Regions from separate parts of the Siniperca chuatsi genome. Here region 2 is linked to region 1. A link is a contact called in public Hi-C data. All regions are on one chromosome and are shown on one strand. The core of a region is the stretch at or near the end of the contact, and the rest is flanking DNA. Distances in the headings are between cores, read along the strand shown. Region 1 holds the start of stx1a (syntaxin-1A). Region 2 overlaps stx1a (syntaxin-1A).

Region 1 (5,617 bases), core at 2,312-4,811:
TCCCTGTGACAGATGTTGCACTGGACAGAGAAGTAGAGGGAGACCTTTTAGTGGGGGACATGGGCCAGGGGATGCCTTTTCGACCCGGCACCTTTGACGGTTGCATCAGGTGAAGAACAAAGCATGCTTATGTTTAAAAAAAAAAAAGCGAGGATTTTCTCTGGATTAATTTCGAGTAATTTCTGACTCGGTTTTTCATTCCCCTTTTGCCTTATTCCCTGTCAGTATCTCTGCCCTGCAGTGGCTCTGTAATGCCGACAAGAGGACACATAGTCCTCCAAAGAGACTCTACACCTTCTTTAGTACTCTGTACTCCTCTCTGGTAAGGTTTTATCACTCTTGTTCACTTCTTCAACAAAAATTCAAGCATGCAGATACCACATTTTATGGTGAAGACCTTTACTAACTCCTCCTTGCTCTTTGTCTTTCAGTCAAGAGGCTCACGTGCAGTTTTTCAGCTTTATCCAGAGAACTCAGAGCAGGTGAAACAGCATTATGGATGGTGGATGTAAAATCTGAAGTTTTCTCCAGATTCCCTTACTCACCTTTAGTCTTCTTCTTTTCTCTAAAGCTTGAGCTGATCACGACACAGGCCATGAAGGCAGGCTTCAGTGGAGGCATGGTGGTGGATTACCCCAACAGCAGCAAGGCTAAAAAGTCAGTACCTTTCAGAAACTGTGCTTTTATTTTGACATGTTCAGCTGCAGCCATTTGCAATTGATTCCTTCTTAATAGCCTGTCAAATTAGTAGCAGTGTACTTGCAACACAAGGCTAATTAGAACAGGATGACATTCATATTGACTGTCTGTCACATTAGCCTTGGGATGAATTATCACACATTAAAAGTGTTCACCCTTTCACACACACACACATCTTTTTGTTTCCAGGTTCTTCCTGTGTCTGTTTGCTGGAGCAACAGGAGTCCTTCCCAAAGTAAGAAACCAAGGAGTTAGCGTTAGTGGATATTGTGGATGTCTGCATTTCATTTTAGCTACATTATGATCACTGTGATCTCTTTTTGTTCATTTCAGGGATTGGGATCAGAAACTTCAGACAGAGCGGTTCCAAACCAGGTCCAGTTTTCAGGACAACGGTAAAAATATTCATGGCAGACAGACACTGCCTACTCTGAGTAATCAGATTATTGTGATAGTTTGATGAATCTGTTTATATGGTTGCCATATAAGTAGCCGAGTTTGTTTCAGTCATCAGAGTTTATCTGTATTTATTTGTTTGTTGGTGCATTTTATTCAGAAAGATGTGATGAGATGCAGCCGGAGGCCATCTGAGCGTCAGATGAAAATTGTTTAAATATTTTTGTTTCTTAATGTGCTTACTGCTGAAAATTTGCATATAAATCATATTGTAGATACCTCAAATTTATGGGATTTTAACACATACATTTTAATTAATTATTTGTACATTTCTTTTTAGTTAATTGTTTGGTTCCTTTTTTTAAATGCCTAACATTTGCTGGTTTCAGCTTCTTAAATGTAAGGATTTGCTGCTTTTATCTTTTCTGATAAAAGTAGTTTATTCATTCATAGTTTTACTGAATATCTTTTGGGTTTTGGACTGATAGCTGGACAACATTAGTAATTTGAGAATTGGGCTTTATGAAACATTGGGCTCTGGGAAATTGTGATCATCGTATTTCACTATTTTTATTAACATGTTACAGACAAAACGATTAATCAATAATGAAAATAGTTGTTGGTTGCAGCCATACTTTACTCTGATTAGGATAATCCCTATTTTGTTATTGATTTGTATTTAAACAGCCTTTTACATTCCAACTTATTACTTGCCATTAGAATAGGAAGCAGGTCTTGGCCATAATAAGTGCAGGTTCAATCATACCTGCTTTGATGAAGCCAAAAGACCGAGAGAAATCTAAAAGGGTCGTTGTCCTGCCTGACTTAAACCCCTGTCTGGCAGCTTTTCCTTCCTTTTACATAGTAATGTTCATCTTGCTCCTCCTGGTTCCACAAAGAGACCGGACGTGTGAAACATTTTGCATCAGAGGCAGAGTTTTGGATGCAGTTTGTCACAAAGAACAAGGTGCATTTTAAACAAGCTAATCAGCCACATTTGTCTTTGTGAAGATGCCGGTTCAAAAACATGAAGGGGAAATCGGTGAAGAAGGGACGAGATTGGATCTTTGAGAAGAAGGAGAGGAGGAGAAGACAGGGACGGTATGTGCATGACGGTGTTTTAAACTCTTTCAGGACAAATAACTGGATGTATCTTGTGCTGAAATTATTGATGTTATAAGTAATGTAATATACATAAATCACATCTGATTAGCTGTATTCTGTAACACTTGCTGACTTCTCTCTGCTGTGTGTATGTTGGCCTGCAGGGAGGTTCGAGCCGACACAAAATACACTGGACGTCAGAGAAGACCTCATTTCTAGCTCTGACTCATGCAGCTGTGGCTTCATTAGCTCTCGTCTGTACCACCCTGCTTACAATCACCTCTGGAACTGCAGAGTGTTTGTACTTAATTTTTCAACTCTTGAATTCTAGGGATGAGATGCAAGAGTAAAATGCTATTACGGCCAATCGTTTTTATATTCGGTTGAGTGTTTGGCAATTTGTTTCTCACAAATGGTGGTAAGATTTTACTCTCCGTGTTCATGTTGGCTGGAAGATACATGGACAGACAGTGGAGACAGTTGACAGCACCATCAATGTCATAGAATTAAAACATTTTTGATAAATTATCAAATGTCACATCTTTAATCTCTGATCAGCTGTTGTATTATCTGCAGTGTTTTCTCAATTTTTATTATATTTACTGTTTATTTTCCAGAATATAGGAGAAATTGAACAGGCAACCTCCATGTATTTGTGAAAACTGTTTCACAGTCCTGAATGTTACAAACACCATCCTATAAAAGAGATATGCAAAATGATACATGCAGTACATATTCAGATTTGTGTGATGGTCCTGAACAAACTGGCAGTTCATTAAGTTAATGAAGATTACAAAAAGGGGAGAGTCGGTATGAAGAAAAAGGCGCTCACTCATAAGGGGAAAATTAAACTAAATGAACTTTGAAATAAAACAAATAAAACAGATTGCTGCAGCTACTATCACAAAGTTATTAAATTATAAACGTTTGGAATATTACTTTTTGTATATTTGATGGTTTATGTAGACCATTCTTATAAGTAGAATAGCACTCAAAAGACCTGCTGTATAATATAATAAAGATATGCAGAAAAGACTATTGATAAGGTAATTAAAATGGGTGTTGAGTCTTTATTTGCACAGATAATAAAACACTACATGAATGGATAATGAAAGTGTAAGACATGTCTAAGACGCACATAATTTTTTTTTAAACTCCTAATTACTTGCGAGGTCTTTTGCTGCTTCCATACAGTTTCCAGCGCGTGTGGCCAACAGAGGTCGCTGTGCGCTTTGGCACAATGGAAACCACCTGGGCGTCATCGCTGAACCTGCTCAATCGATCACCAAATCCAACAAAAACTCACCACTCTCACCGCCACTGTGAGGTGGTCATTCTTCTCACTCCAGCCTTCAATCTGTTAGACTGAGGTTCATAAAAAAATAAGGTGAATTAGTGCGTGTTGAGGAGGAAGTTGAGGGTGTGTAATGGGTTAACTGCGGAAGGCCTCGCCTCACCTTTTAGTGCGCGTCACCCGGCTCTGTAAAGTGGTCCCACCATCCCAGCATCCAAACCAAAGGGGGAAATCACTGCCTCTCGCCGCCGTCAGACGCGCATCCTCGCCCCGCTCGGTCTCGCATCATCCTGTCGGTCTCCGCCCCGCCACTTCATCATCTCACACATCCAGAAGACAGCGGGAACTGAAAGGAATAAGAGTGATATACCGGAACCATGAAGGACCGCATACAAGAACTTAAACATGTAAGTTAATGTTTGATTCTTTTAAACGGTCAGCCTCCACCTGTTCTGTGAATAGAGGCTTGTTGAACGCGCTTTTAGATGATATGAAAGCGCGTTGAGAAAGCACAGATCCACAGAGCTGGGCGCGCTGATTGAGCAACAGTTGTGACTCGGGGTCTGATGGAGGCTGAACTGTTCTTTATTATAGCCAACATACGCATATTGCTTCCAAGCTTTGTGTGTGTGTGTAAAGCAGGATAAAGCCCTGCTGAGATGATTGTTTCAGGTGTGTAATCAAAGTAAAAGTAATTTTCTCCTCATTCTCCAAACGAAAAATCACTTTGATCTTCCTGTTTATATTCTTTAAGCAATTTATCAGCTATTAGAGGATGTCTCTGGGACTCTAGAGGGAGTTTATAGGATAGACACTTTATGGTATTTAATCTTGATGTGCTCATTTATTTAATATTTATTGTTACATTTTATCATTATTTTGTAATATATTTAGAATATAATACTTATCCAGAAAGCGTTAGATTGCAAATTGTGTAGCCTATGTGGAAATATGTTGCCAATTTATTTGTGTGTGTGTGTGTGTGTGTGTGTGTGTGTTTCATGTTCTCATATCCCGGTGGGGACTTTAACCTGAATGCACACTAACCCATGGGGACTTGTGTCACCGTGGGGACAAAAATTTAGGTCCCTATGGGTAGAAACTGCCTTGAGGGTTAAGACTTAGTTTTAGGGTACAGGTTACAGTTAGGTTAAGCTTAGGGTAAGGGTTAAGGCTAGGCATTTAGTTGTGAGGGTTAAGGTTGTGGTAAGGGGCTACGGAAAGCATTATGTCAATGACTGTCCCCCATGGGGATAGTGAAACAAACGTGTGTGTGTGTATGTGTGTGACTTGTACTTGCTACATAGTGAGGACTGAAACACGTTTTTTTTTACCTACAGAGTGAGGACATTTTTGGAAAGTGAGGACATTTTGGCCGGTCCTCACAATTTTAAAGGGCTGCTTGAAGGTTTTAAGAATTAGGTTATGGTTATGGTTATGGTTGGGGTAAGGGTTAGGTATATAGTTGTGATGATTAGGGTTAGGGGCTAGGGAATGCATTATGTCAATGACGGTCCTCACAAAGATAGAAGTATAAGGATGTCTGTGTGTTGGTGGTAAAGTGGCCATTGTCAGATCTGGTAATTGGCAGTTGCTGCATCATTTGCACTCCAGTACTATGTACTGAATACTGCAATAACTCATCTACTGCACTGTTAACTATTTCCATAAATTGCACTACTTTATATTCATTGCACTACTGTTCTGTCCAGTCCAATTCATTATTGTACATATCCATCAGTATACTTCTGTTTATAGTAATGCCATCTGTATATAATGTCCATAGTACCACTTGTAAAATATTTTCATTATACTGCTCTATCCTGCATTTATGCACATACTTTATATCCTGCACTTGCTTATTGTACTTCTGGTTAGACCTAAACTGCATTTCGCTGACAATAAATGACAATAAAGTTGAATCTAAAAAAAAAGAAATTAAGCTGAGGAGAGAGAGGAAACAGTTTATGGCTCCTCAGTTTTCAGTGAAGGTCCAGCCTTATATGAATTGTCCACAAGGAGAGACAACCCAGCCCTGCCAACTCTGTGTGTGTGTGTGTGTGTGTGTGTGTGTGTGTGTGTGTGTGTGTGTGTGTGTGTGTGTGTGTGTGTGTGTGTGTGTGT
Region 2 (5,617 bases), core at 1,222-3,721, 55 kb after region 1:
AACCACAACTAAATTAAATTCATTGGTTTGATATGGATGTGAAGTTTGGATTAGACACAATATGCCCAGTGTATGACAGGAGAAATGAACAAAAGTACGCTCTGAAACACACATGGACACTTGGGCACACGTTCATGCACCGGTAAACGCTAGAGAGCAGCTTCATCAGTATTCTGTTCATGAAGGCAATCATTGGCTCTGACTCCCCGACCATCATCACTCACCATCAACCTACCTGCTCTGCCACTGAGGCCCCCACACCAATCACCAGTCTTCATCACACATGTGAACACAATACACACACATACTCACACACACCCTGATTAGGTCATGAATAGAGATTTTGTAGTTGCCTCCAAAATCTCCTAGGACCCACAGCTGCTGGAGGTCCAGTGGAGAGAAAAAAGTAGAGCGATATCTGACAAAGCTAGCTGTGTGTTGGTCCATTCAGTTATATTGTGGGTAAAAATTACTTGTCTGGTGTGTTTTAATCGTTTGACATTGTAGGAAACACACATATTCGCTTTTTTGGGAAGTGTTAGATGAGAAGATTGATACCACTGTCATGTCTGTACGAAGCTACCGCTAGCTCAGCTTAGCTTAGCGGGCTGGCTGTTTGCCTCGTTTCTTTGCGCTCTGCAAATAAGCATATTTCCCAAAATGTCAAACTATTCCTTTAAACACTAACTAACTATGGCTAGTGCAACATAATAAATTATCTCTCCCTAAAGAGTTGTAGCTTGAGCAGTCTTGACTCATTACCTCAACAGATAGATGTCACCAGCAACTGTAAGTCATAAGCAAGCTAACTTAGCAAAGACGGTGTAGTCCCTCATTCGTCACTAACTTAGCAAAGTTACCATTGCTTACAGCAGTAGTTTTTTCCCCCTCATTTTTTAATTTATTTTTTGTTTGCTTTTTTACTGCTGGATACTTTAACCTCTTTAGGCCAATAAAAATCCTTCAAACAATCTGAGAGAAAACATTTATTCTTTGGTTTAACTGCTCATAACGCTTGTTGTCCACATTAAGGCCATAACCTGATGTGGGGCCGTAATTAGACATCACTTTATTTTAAGTGGTCTCAAGCCAGAAAGGTTGGTAACCAATATGTTCACATGCAAGTTACATTTTTGTTCCAGGTTAAAACAAGTTTAGAAATGTATTTTCAGCTAGACAGTGTTGTGACATCTGAAATCTGTTAATCTGTTAATTAGTTGTCATTGGTTGAACTTTATGTAGTTGCACTGCTGAGATTTTATAATATTTACTTTCTTAGTATTTCATATCAAACCTGCTCTTTGCAGGAATGTGCAGATTACTTTTCTTTAAAGTCTTTGTTTTGTTCTTGTTGGCTATTTATACAGTATGGATAATATTAGCATAATAAATATAACATAGCCATAACAACAGAGAGAAGTTAGAATAACTGCTCAGCTCGTACTGTACACCAGGTAATGGTTTGTGGGGACTCAGGGTGTCTTAATGGGGAAGAGATAGTACATAGGCTACTGTATGTACTGTATCTAGCCCCTCAGAGGATTTACAATGTGCAAAGGAAAGATTGGATATGATGCTGACAGAGTCTGACAGTGACTTACAGCGTCAGTGGGGCAGAAATGGAGCCCATGAGAAGCAGCTCTGCAGGCAAAATCAGTGCTGATACACGAGAATATTAAAGTAGGTGCAGCAAAGAGGTGTAGGGGAATGTTTATGAAGTAGGACAACTCTGTCAGGGAAAATAAAGATGGATGAGGAGCAAACACGTCAGCAGGAAGAAACAGTAAGATGTGTTGTACATGCAGAGTCAGTAGATAGATTGAAGATAGAAAGTAGATAGAAACTTTGTTGGGGGGAGCCATGGAGTATTGAGGCAAACTTAATAAGGTACTGAATAAGTGGTCGATGTCCCTTTACTCTGTATACTTAAGATAGCTACACACCCAAGGATTATGAGGCCGGTTTACTCACTCATTTTGCCTATCCTAACAATTGGAGGATAAATGTCAAAAGATTATCTGACAATATGAGATTCAATCTTAACTGTTACAAATTATGTGCAGACTGACCCAAGGTGTTCTGATACCATAAAACATGGCTGATATTTCTGACTCAATATTTCCACATGACCTGTCTTCTTTTAACACCCAAAAATGCAGTGCCTTACCTTCATATGTTTCTGGTCATGTCTTTTTAAAGGCAAGAACAACAAACTTGTAGGTTTTAAAAACTGGAGAGACGGTGATAGGAACTGTTCAAAATAGAATACAAAACATGCAAAGTATACATTGATCCTTCTTCTAATAGTATTAGAGGTTAATGGCACTCATGTCATTCACAGTATGAAAGAGGTAATGTAGGACAAATGCTGGAATGCAATAGGTCATCATGAGCAGTTTTGGCTCTATTCCATTACAGCTTCAAAACAGATCAAAGTCCACCATAACAAATAGATCTACAGAGGAGGGAAAATAGTAAATGTTAGCCTCAGGAGACATTTAAGTTACACCATTTGATTATCCTCATATTAGTCCAACAAGCAGCTGGATCTGGAAGGCCTTATTTGGGCGGGAAAGCATGCCCGACTGGCCAATATGAAAATGGTGGGGTTATTGTTCTGAACTGCTGAGCAGAACAGTCCACTCAGTAGTATTTGAACTGTAAGCCTGTAAGTGTTGAGACAGGGCAGTGTTTGTATGACTAAAGTTGTGTCTGAGGTTGGAAGTGTGCGTGTTGAGGCTAGTGGTTGTGGGACAGCACAATTTCTAAGTGAGCCTTGTGTTTTAGGTTGAATTGAACTAAACATTTGAGATGCCTGGTTGAATACTGACAAATCCACAAACACACACTTAATCTTATAACATTCAGATCAGCTGAAAGTGAAAGTCAAGGGTGCTGATTGTAATCCAGATCCATGATGATATAGACAGATATCCTCTGCAATAGCTTTTTTTGTATGACTGCATCTGTTTATGACTCCTGTTATGGATGCTCAGCCTAAATTATCAGGATTTACATCACATCCACTGCTGTTCAGAGAGATGGAAGAATAAAGAGTTTAAAATGCAGTAGAGACAGTAGAGACAGATGGATAGAGAGAAAATGAGCATGTGGAAAAGAGAGGCGCACAGCTCTTGTTTTAATTAATCCTCAGACAGACATGAAGGAGGAGGGGAGTTGTATTAGTGTTTCCTAATGTGGACAGTTTGGAGAACCTTTTAATCCAAAAGCATTGCACCTACACTTTCTAATTCCTGGTCTTAAATTTACTGTAGCCACACATTTGGTAAATCTCTTCAACACCTACAAACATGATTGGTGTTATACATGTTTATGGATGTGTGTTTGCCCTTTTAGCCGGGAGAAACACAACAAATGAGGAGCTGGAGAGCATGTTGGAGAGTGACAACCCGGCTATCTTCACCTCGGGGGTAAGTGATACAACAAATGCAACATATTTGCGCACAAAGCATGTTTTAAAATCTAATTCCACTCCTCTCTAACTATTTCCTTCTGTTATGCCATCTTAGATCATTATGGACAACATCACTGAGCAAGCTATGAATGAGATTGAGACGCGGCACACTGAGATTATCAAGATGGAAAACAGCATCAGAGAGCTTCACGACATGTTCATGGACATGGCCATGCTGGTGGAGAGCCAGGTGAAAACACTGATCCTCTCTCAGTACCTACAGCTGTGTGGTTTGGGGCTCAACCAAATGCATGTCTGTTTGGAAAATATCTCAGAAAATTTAGACTTTGTAAATTTGGGGCACAGATAATTATTAACTCAAGAATCAGTTGATTGGAATTTGGTGATTATCTGTATTTGGGATTTCTGCCATTAGACCATTTTTAATACATATTATCATGCTGCGTTCATGAACTGAAAGGAAAATCTGACATCTGGGACTTTCAAGTTGGTGACTAAACAGCTTGCATTCATTTTCTGTTTCGTAAAAGCATTCAATTATAAACAAACCTTATTTTTTACAGGGGGCTTTGGCTTTGTACGTTGAGAATTTTTGAGAATTTGTTTAGGTTTGTCATTTCCCTGTGGTAGAAATTGTCTTCTGTTAGAGAACAGAGATTTTGTATAGTGTACATTGTACTGAGGAACTTGCATCATCTAGTGAGGAGTGAACATGTTTGCTCTCACAACATGTAGTTCCTATAGTATATAGCTTCTTCAAAGCCACATACGTAGATTATCCTCAAGTGTAAGAGTTGCCTTGCTCTTCTCAGTAAAGTGTTGAGCTTCAGGTAAATCTGTATGCTTTGGCCTATATGTGTGACTATATGAGTGTGTGGGCTGAACCCCCACAGAGATGAACGGTTTCCCTCATTAGAAATACTCAGTCTGAATTACGCAAAAAGGAATCTGAGCACATGAATAAGAAAATATGCTGAATGATGAATATGAAAGTAAATTGTGTCATGTAAGTGATATGAATTACAATGACAGCACAATGCAATAGCAGGCTTTCCCTCATAATTTTAGTGTGGGAGTGATAATTGTTTGAATGTCTAATAATTCAGTAGTATTGTGTGTGTTTGTGTGTATACTCTTTTCTTCTCTTGTCACACATATGAATGCTCTAATTGTAAATAATTAAATTCTAACTCTTCCTTTATTAACTGAGTGCCACATCATTTAAGATTATACTTGAGTCTGTTTGTTAATTTTGCCTTTCTCAGCTTTGCACTCTCTTTTCCTTCTTTTTTCTTTTCCGCAACACAATACCACCACAATGACTCTGAGCTCTAGAGAACAGAGAACAGCGTTCCCCTTCTAATACAGCAAGGTAATTTATCTGTGATTCCTCAATTTCTTTTTTTATTATACTTAAATCATTGTTGCAGTGCATGCAACAGTGAAGGGCTGTATACACTGGTGTGCCTTAATATTCACTCTAATGCAAAAGGGTTGATTCTTTATTTATTTTTAACAATCCTGGGTCAATGCTAAATGAGCAATATTAGGTGTTCTTTGTTGACGAATGCTGATTTAGAAATGGTTAATGACTTTTGCTGCTTTAATAAAGTGTCAGTAAGATGGGAAATGTGAATAGGTAAATGAATAAAGAGAAGAAGAGAAAAGATCAATTAGTATCTTTTTCAAAGCCTTCACAATACACCAGTCTTTTCCATTCTCTAAGATGCTCATATAATAAGTATGAAACTATAGATCATTGTATAAAAAAATAATAATATTAATAATAGAGCTAAAGAAACTGAAGAAAAAATATATTAAACATTCTTCAGATAGTCTTCTAATTCTCACTTAAAACACCTCTGTGAAATCTAATTTTAGATGTGGTTAAAGATGGTACTGAATGTGAGTTCAGGAAGGTTTCTGCTCTTACCACTACAAAGTCTCTTGTTTTTGTGCAGGGTGAACTGGTGAACAATATTGAGCGGAGGGTGCTGGAGGCTCAGGAATATGTGGAGCAGGGAAAGGAGAAAATCCCAAAATGCAAAAATTTCAAAAAGACCGGCCGAAAGGTGAGATGCAAATTGCACACAGTCTACAAACTGACTCATTATTTCTCTTTTTTTCCTCTTTCCTCTCTCCTTCTCATTCACCCATTATTCCTCCCCTTTCCCTCACCTC

What was found. Hi-C and Micro-C count contacts between places; a contact is called where the count stands out from the background.
Region 2: a contact with region 1 is called in a Hi-C map of liver, with 3 times the contacts expected there. The contact joins the enhancer-like site here to the promoter of stx1a in region 1. A contact is called at or near these places in 3 of 3 Hi-C or Micro-C datasets (liver, skeletal muscle and an unstated tissue).

What each region holds. Positions count from the first base shown.
Region 1 is chrLG7:19,415,553-19,421,169 of ASM2008510v1, forward strand. stx1a (syntaxin-1A) reads left to right here and starts at 3,562. Exons shown (of 10, transcript XM_044204127.1): 1 at 3,562-3,900. The coding sequence starts at 3,871. It overlaps bud23 (probable 18S rRNA (guanine-N(7))-methyltransferase), which reads left to right. Exons shown (of 12, transcript XM_044204129.1): 5 at 13-109; 6 at 226-322; 7 at 432-482; 8 at 572-657; 9 at 889-934; 10 at 1,033-1,094; 11 at 2,107-2,196; 12 at 2,364-3,249. The coding sequence ends at 2,418. It overlaps LOC122879682 (a long non-coding RNA gene), which reads right to left and starts at 3,798. Exons shown (of 2, transcript XR_006378752.1): 1 at 3,657-3,798; 2 at 3,250-3,564.
Region 2 is chrLG7:19,471,345-19,476,961 of ASM2008510v1, forward strand. It overlaps stx1a (syntaxin-1A), which reads left to right. Exons shown (of 10, transcript XM_044204127.1): 7 at 3,358-3,431; 8 at 3,531-3,665. Among protein-coding and RNA genes, the nearest start is that of LOC122879680, 16 kb to the right of the region's middle. Within about 2 kb of position 2,472, the one cell type or tissue checked has an H3K27ac peak away from gene starts, as active enhancers do. A contact at or near this core is called in liver, where this site is marked.